2 separate regions of the Ovis aries genome follow, and region 1 is linked to region 2. The links are chromatin contacts, called in public Hi-C maps. All regions are on one chromosome and are shown on one strand. Each heading gives the region's core, a stretch centred on a gene start, on an enhancer-like site or on the middle of the called end of the contact. The rest is flanking DNA. Distances are from core to core; before and after follow the strand shown.

What was found. Hi-C and Micro-C count contacts between places; a contact is called where the count stands out from the background.
Region 1: a Hi-C map of liver shows a contact between it and region 2, with 5 times the contacts expected there. The contact joins two enhancer-like sites. A contact is called at or near these places in 7 of 16 Hi-C or Micro-C datasets (blood, hypothalamus, liver and 3 more).

The regions. Positions count from the first base shown.
Region 1 is chr2:249,698,656-249,701,715 of ARS-UI_Ramb_v3.0, reverse strand. No RefSeq gene overlaps it. Among named protein-coding and RNA genes, the nearest start is that of FAM131C, 10 kb to the left of the region's middle. Within about 2 kb of position 1,460, at least 12 of the 54 cell types and tissues checked have an H3K27ac peak or open chromatin away from gene starts, as enhancers often do. A contact at or near this core is called in liver, where this site is marked.
Region 2 is chr2:249,441,118-249,444,065 of ARS-UI_Ramb_v3.0, reverse strand. All of the region lies in intron 1 of FBXO42 (F-box protein 42), which reads right to left. All of the region lies in intron 1 of LOC132659363 (a long non-coding RNA gene), which reads left to right. It also overlaps the pseudogene LOC132659362. Among named protein-coding and RNA genes, the nearest start is that of FBXO42, 13 kb to the right of the region's middle. Within about 2 kb of position 1,410, at least 6 of the 54 cell types and tissues checked have an H3K27ac peak or open chromatin away from gene starts, as enhancers often do. A contact at or near this core is called in liver, where this site is marked.

The DNA of each region.
Region 1 (3,060 bases), core at 211-2,710, 260 kb before region 2:
GGAGTGGGGGTTATTTTAAGGAACTTTGCAGCGCTGAGGAAACTCAGACATGAGCGCTGGAATCCTGCACCCCATGTGCCCAGGAGAGCAGGGCGGCCACGCTCCGTGCCAGGAGGAGAAGGCCGGGGGCAGGAGGTGAGGATGCACCGCTGGGGCTTTGTCCAGGGCTGATCCTTCTGGGGACCCGGAGCTTCAGAGTTGAGTGGCTGAGACACTTGCAGGTCTGGAAGAGGGGCACGATGCAGGTCATGGCTGACCATCACCAGAGTCCGTTCTAATCCTGGAGGGCTGGCGAGGAGGCAGGGGCCTCCTGTTGTCAGGCTCTGGACACTGAGCCTGAGGAGGGGAGACATGCCGTGGGGACAATAGCTACGACCCCTACCCCCAGGGAAGCCTCAGCGCCCGGGCAGAAAGCTGTCTCCTCATCCACAGACACCTGCCCTGAACTGAGGAAGACCCTCCCTGGGGCCCGCTCTCCCAGGAACCCCCTGTGCAAACCCTGATCCTTGGCAGAGTCAGGCCAGGGGGCTCTGGGGTCCATCCTGGAGCGTATGGCCATGTCCCCTCTCCCCGCCACTGGGAGGCTCTGATTCACGGTCAGACCCTGGGGCCCAGGCTTTGGGTTGGAGAGCCCGGTCCAAATCGGGAGACAGATAGGGATTGTCGAGGCTGAGGGTCCTGTAGAGGGGGAGGCAGGCGGGGGTCAGGAGTTAGCTCTGCGAGATGCTGGGCTCCCAGGCTTGCAGCACCCCTGGCTGGGGGCTTGTCACATGGTTCTTGGTCCCAAGGTGGCAGGCTCCGTCTGCCCCTGAGGCCGTTTTCAGCTTTCATTTCTCCCTTCCTCCTCAATTCACTTCCGTTTTCAGTTCTGCTTCCAATGTTGCCCTAACCCTCTGTCCCACTGCCCCCCAGGGTCTGCAGACCCGGGTCACTGTAGGCCAGGTCCCTCTGATTGGATCTGAGCCAACGATGCCTCTGGTGCTCAACCCATCTGGGCTGGGTGCCTTCTGGGGGGAGATGGGGGAGACATGGGCTGCGCGTGGGGCTGGCGCGGGTCACAGACCTCTGAGCAGCAGGAGGAAGCTCTGGGAGGCCGGCCCGTGGAAGGGAGCCAGGCCGCGGAGGGGGACTGGACCGCGGAGTGGGGGCTGGACCACAGAGGGGGAGCCCGGCACGGAGGGGAGCCGAGCCACGGAGGGGGCTCGCCTCGCTGGGCGCCAGCTTCTGCGGTGTTAGTGAGGACGCACACTCGGTGCTCACGGCGAGTTTCTCTTATCGTCGTGGGAGAGTGGCCTCCCATGACCCTGTTTCACCCCTCACTTCTCACCAGGGCACCCGAGGCTCAGAGAGGGCGTCGCCCGTCCCAGGTCGCCACGCTCAGTGCCTCAGCGCCGGCGGGAGCACCTCCCCGGGTGGGTCCCGTGGGGCAGGCCTCATTGTGTGCTCCCAGCAGGAAACCGCTGTGCTCAGCAGCACGGCCACAAGAGGAGGAGCGAGCCTGGCTACGTGACCAGCAGCCCTGAGGCTGAGCCAGACCCAGGCCGGAAAGCAACCTGCAGGGGGCAGCTGGGCAGGTGGGGTGGGCCCTGTGGCGGAGGCCTCCCTACCGGGAGGTGGAGATGCACGGAGCTGAGGCCTCACCGCCCTGTCCCCCAAGCCTGCCTGCCAGGAGGCAGCTGGTCAGCTCGTTGCTCCCTGGAAGGGGAGCTGCTTGGGGAGGAAAGGGCCAAGGGCGCCCAGCAGGGCCAGTGTGTGCTTGCGCCCCGGCCGCCCGCTGACTCACCAGCTCTGGTTCCCAGGAGCCTGGGGGTCTCCAGAGGGAGGGCTCAGCCCTGGGCAGGGGCCCTGCTGGACTGCCCAGGTGGGACCCAGCACATGTGAGGGGTTTCCTGTCGACTCACGGGGGACTGCTGCCCCCCTCACTCTGGACGCAGGGCCGGGAGGAGGCCCCAGGCCCAGCTGGCTCGTGGCCTGGCCAGTCACCACAGGGAGGGCGCTGGAGGCCAGGAAGCACAGCGGAGCCCCTGACAGGTTCAGCAGAGGGCGGGAGACGGTCAGATGTGGCTTCTGGAAGGCGCAGACTGGAGGCCGAAGATTGGGCGGCAGCGGGGGTCTGGAAAAGGCGGGGGCGGGGCTTAGTAGAGGCTGGGTGAGTGGGGGGGGATGTGCGGGCTCCAGAGTGGGCTCCCTGGGGTCCACTCCGGCTCCTCCTCCGAGGCTGTGTGCTGATGGAGCCTTAATTCCCTGCACCTTGCTCTTTGCACGTAAAATGAAAGTGAGGTCAGAACTGGGCCAAAACAGAACCCCTCCCCGCCTCTGTCTGGATGCCCCAGCGTGAGTGCCCCGACCAGAGGACGCCTGGACCAGGGCAACGGGAGCCCGAGGAAGCAGGGAAGGTACACGGGATGGAGGCAGGGCTCCAGCCTGGAGCAGAGGGGCTGGGAGGAGGCAGTGCCCCCTGGGGCAAGCACTGAGAAGCCGAGGCCGTCCTCCCGAGCAGAACCTCAGCTGGGGGTGGGGGCCTGGGTGCCAGTCCCTGCCACTAGGGAGCCAGCCGTGCAGCTGGGACCCTTTGCTGCGGAAAATGAAAGTCGGGAAGGCGGCTGGAAGGAAACCCCTGTCTGGATGGTGAGACCCCCTCCGAAGGGCCAGCTGCAGCCCGGGACTGCGCGGCGGGTCTCTTCTCCTGCAGCTGCCTCGTGTCCAGGCCCCGACCCAAGCCCCCGCCTCCCTCCTCTGCCCTCTGAGAGCGACAGGAGCAGCCACGGGCCTCCCTTCTCCCAGCTCACCGCGTGTCTCCCGGACTCTCTAAGCCCCAGCTTCCCTGACTGTCAAATGGGGCTATAATGACGCTTGCCTCAGAGAGCTGGCGAGAGGAATAAATGAAACCATGCGTGGCAGATACAAATCGCCTGGCACAGCTGGCTGATGTGAAGGCTCACTGCTAAGACCCTGGTGCTGGGAAAGATGGAGGGCAAGAGATGAGACGGCTGGATGGCATCACCGACTCGATGGACATGAGTTTGGGTAAACTCCGGGAGTTGGTGATGGACAGGGAGG
Region 2 (2,948 bases), core at 161-2,660:
ACACGTCAGAGAGAATAAAACACAAGTTGTCTGCCTCTTCTGCTTTCATGTTTTGGCAAAAAAAAAAAAAAAAAAAAAGGATTAGAGAAGTGAGAATTATAAATCTTCTTAAGGCAGGCAGGGGCTTCCCCAGCGGCTCAATGGGTAAAGAGTCCGCCTGCAATGCAGGAGACCCGGGTTCGATCCCTGGGTCAGGAAGATCCCCTGGAGAAGGAAATGGCAAGCCACTACAGTATTCTTGCCTGGAGAAGCCCATGGACAGAGAGCCTCGTGGGCTACAGTCCATGGATCACAGAGTTAGACACAAGTGAGCACCAGTGAATTAACGCTGGCCAGACACCGCCATAATGATAACAGCTAATCCTTAGAACTTGTACTGTAGGTTAAGCATTTTCCTAAGGTTTTCAGCACAGTAACTCATTTAATCCTTACAGTTTACCTTTGAAGGAGTTGTTATTATTATCCTTTCTTAACTGGGGGAAATTGAGGCCCAGAAACCCTAAGTACCTTCCAAAGATCACACAGCACGTTAAAGTTGCAAGTGTCCAAAAACAAAACAGAGAACACTTTAGGAAGACACATAAAGTGAGTTTCTAAGGTGTTGTTAATGTATATGTCCGTCATTAAAGACTCAGGAGAACGTCAATATTCTGGCCATCCAGCTCAGGTGCAATTCTATCAACTCATGTTGATAGAACAACTAATGTTTTCACCTCACAGTGGAGGATATAGTGTTAATCGATGCTTGGAATACTGCTTTACGAGGAGGAAATACTGCCACCATTTTCACTCTATCAGATAGAAATACCAAAATTCGTATGCATCAGTGGATATTTTTCATCCTTTTGTTACCAAGCAAGGGCTCACTGTCTGCAACACACAGAAGCCAACACTATGGCACCAGCTTTTAAAAAAAGAATAACTTTTATTGTGAGGTCAGTCAACAGGAGGCAGGGCTCAGATCTGTCTCCCCATCCAGTGTTCAGGGTGAAATGTAAGGGGTTAGGGGAATTTCAAACTTGGCACAGTCTTATTGGCTAGTCTCGAAGGTCAGAAAGCCGATTGGAAGCAAGCTACTTGGACAACCGGAAGCTGGGTTTTTCTTGTTGAAGAACTTCTTGCTGGTAAAAGGCTGCAGGGGCAACAGTCTGTTTCATGAGTTCTGTAAACTGAAGATTCCAGGTCCCGGCGTCATCCTGGAGACTTGGGTTCCCGTCTTCCACATGTGCAGCGCTGTCTGTAAAATAACTCAAGGCTTGGTTAATCAACAGCCTATTGCAGGAGGCAAACCAGGGTAAACAGGTCAGTGCTTTATGTGCTATTTCCCCCCTTTCCTTGGTACATTCCTCAGTCTTAAGGGAAACAGAGCAACGTCCGCTCTAGCTGTAGGAAATGCTCTGAGTCACAGGAATAACGCAGACGGAAGCGGCTCACAAGGCAGTCTCTACTTCCGCAAAGTTGCGGGAGCGGGCGCAGCGAGTGGGAAGCGCTCCCGGTTTTCATCCCTAAAACGCAGGTTCCCTCCCCTGGTCCCTCACAGGCTGAGGACCACAGGGTCACAGTCTTCCCCGAACGGCGCCTAAAATTTTATTGGTCGCTGGGGGTCATGCGTGATACTTGTAAGCTGCTGAGTGGAGGATTTATATTAAACATTTTCTCCAGCCCTTTGGTTCTTTGCCTGTGTCCAGGGTAGAGCCCGCAAAATCAGCCTGCCAAGTTGTTGTTATGAGGAAGAGAAACCAGGAAGGCAAGAAAACAGAAGACCGACGAGTCACCCTCCCAGGACTCTTATTCACAAGTCAGATGCATACATAAACACACAGATAGACATACCTTCCTATTTAGCTATTCTAAAAAAATCAATATGAATCCATTTCTTCAGTCTCTCTTCTTTGGTAGAAAAGACCATATGTTTCTTACAAGTCCCACCCCATTTTTATGATGGTCAGCGATTCTTTCCTTCGAACTCAGCATGGAATGACTTTCACGTTCAGACTCCTCCAGGAATAGAAGGTTGCTATGACAGGCTGCAGCCGACTGCTTGGTGAGAGCTGTTTCTATTCATCTTTGTATTAGGCTCCTGACACAAGGAATGAGGCAACACCCTAGCGGGGTATTTCAAGTGTGATAATAAGGGCAGTCAAGATAGACAACATGATGCCTCTCCATCTCCCAAACCACTGTCCCATCAAACTGGACAACGGGTCACCTATCCGAGTTTTCGGCCGACTCGTTACCCAAGGGGGTCAGACCTTGCCAGGCCCTTGTTATTGTGCCATCAGGGGCCGTGTTGTTGGGTATGAAAGTACGACATTAACACCATACCATAACACATACGCCTCCCTTTTCTGCCAGAATCATGTCTGAAAGTGAAAGTGAAACTCATTCAGCCGTGTCCGACTCTTTGCGACCCCATGGACTATACAGTCCGTGGAATTCTCTACGCCAGTATGCCAAAGTGGGTAGCCTTTCCCTTCTCCAGGGCATCTTCCCAACCCAAGGATCAAACCCAGGTCTCCTGCATTGCAGACAGATTCTTTACCAGCTGAGCCACAAGGGAAGCCCAGAAGCGTGTCTAAGGCCAGTCAATTTTCCCCAGGCCGTTTTGCTGGTAGCATCTGTTTTGCTATTCCCCTTAGAGCATCTCTGGTATAGTTAACAAACCTCTGTTGGTTGTAGTAAATATAGTTTATCCAATCAACATTTTTGTTAATGGTGGACCACCAGAATGATACTGACTCAAACCTCGCTGCTATTTGGTTTCTAGCCTTGGAGTCATTAGGAATACCTCTAGGGACCCCAGCAGAATAAATACATAGGGATCAGATGACCCACCTGGGGCAAGGGTGTTCCTTCTGGCTCTGTGGTTAGTCTGCTTAAGAGGTGGATCCGAGGGTCGAAATGCCAGGGTGGAAAGGACAGCCAATTGAACGAGAGTGCAGATTCCA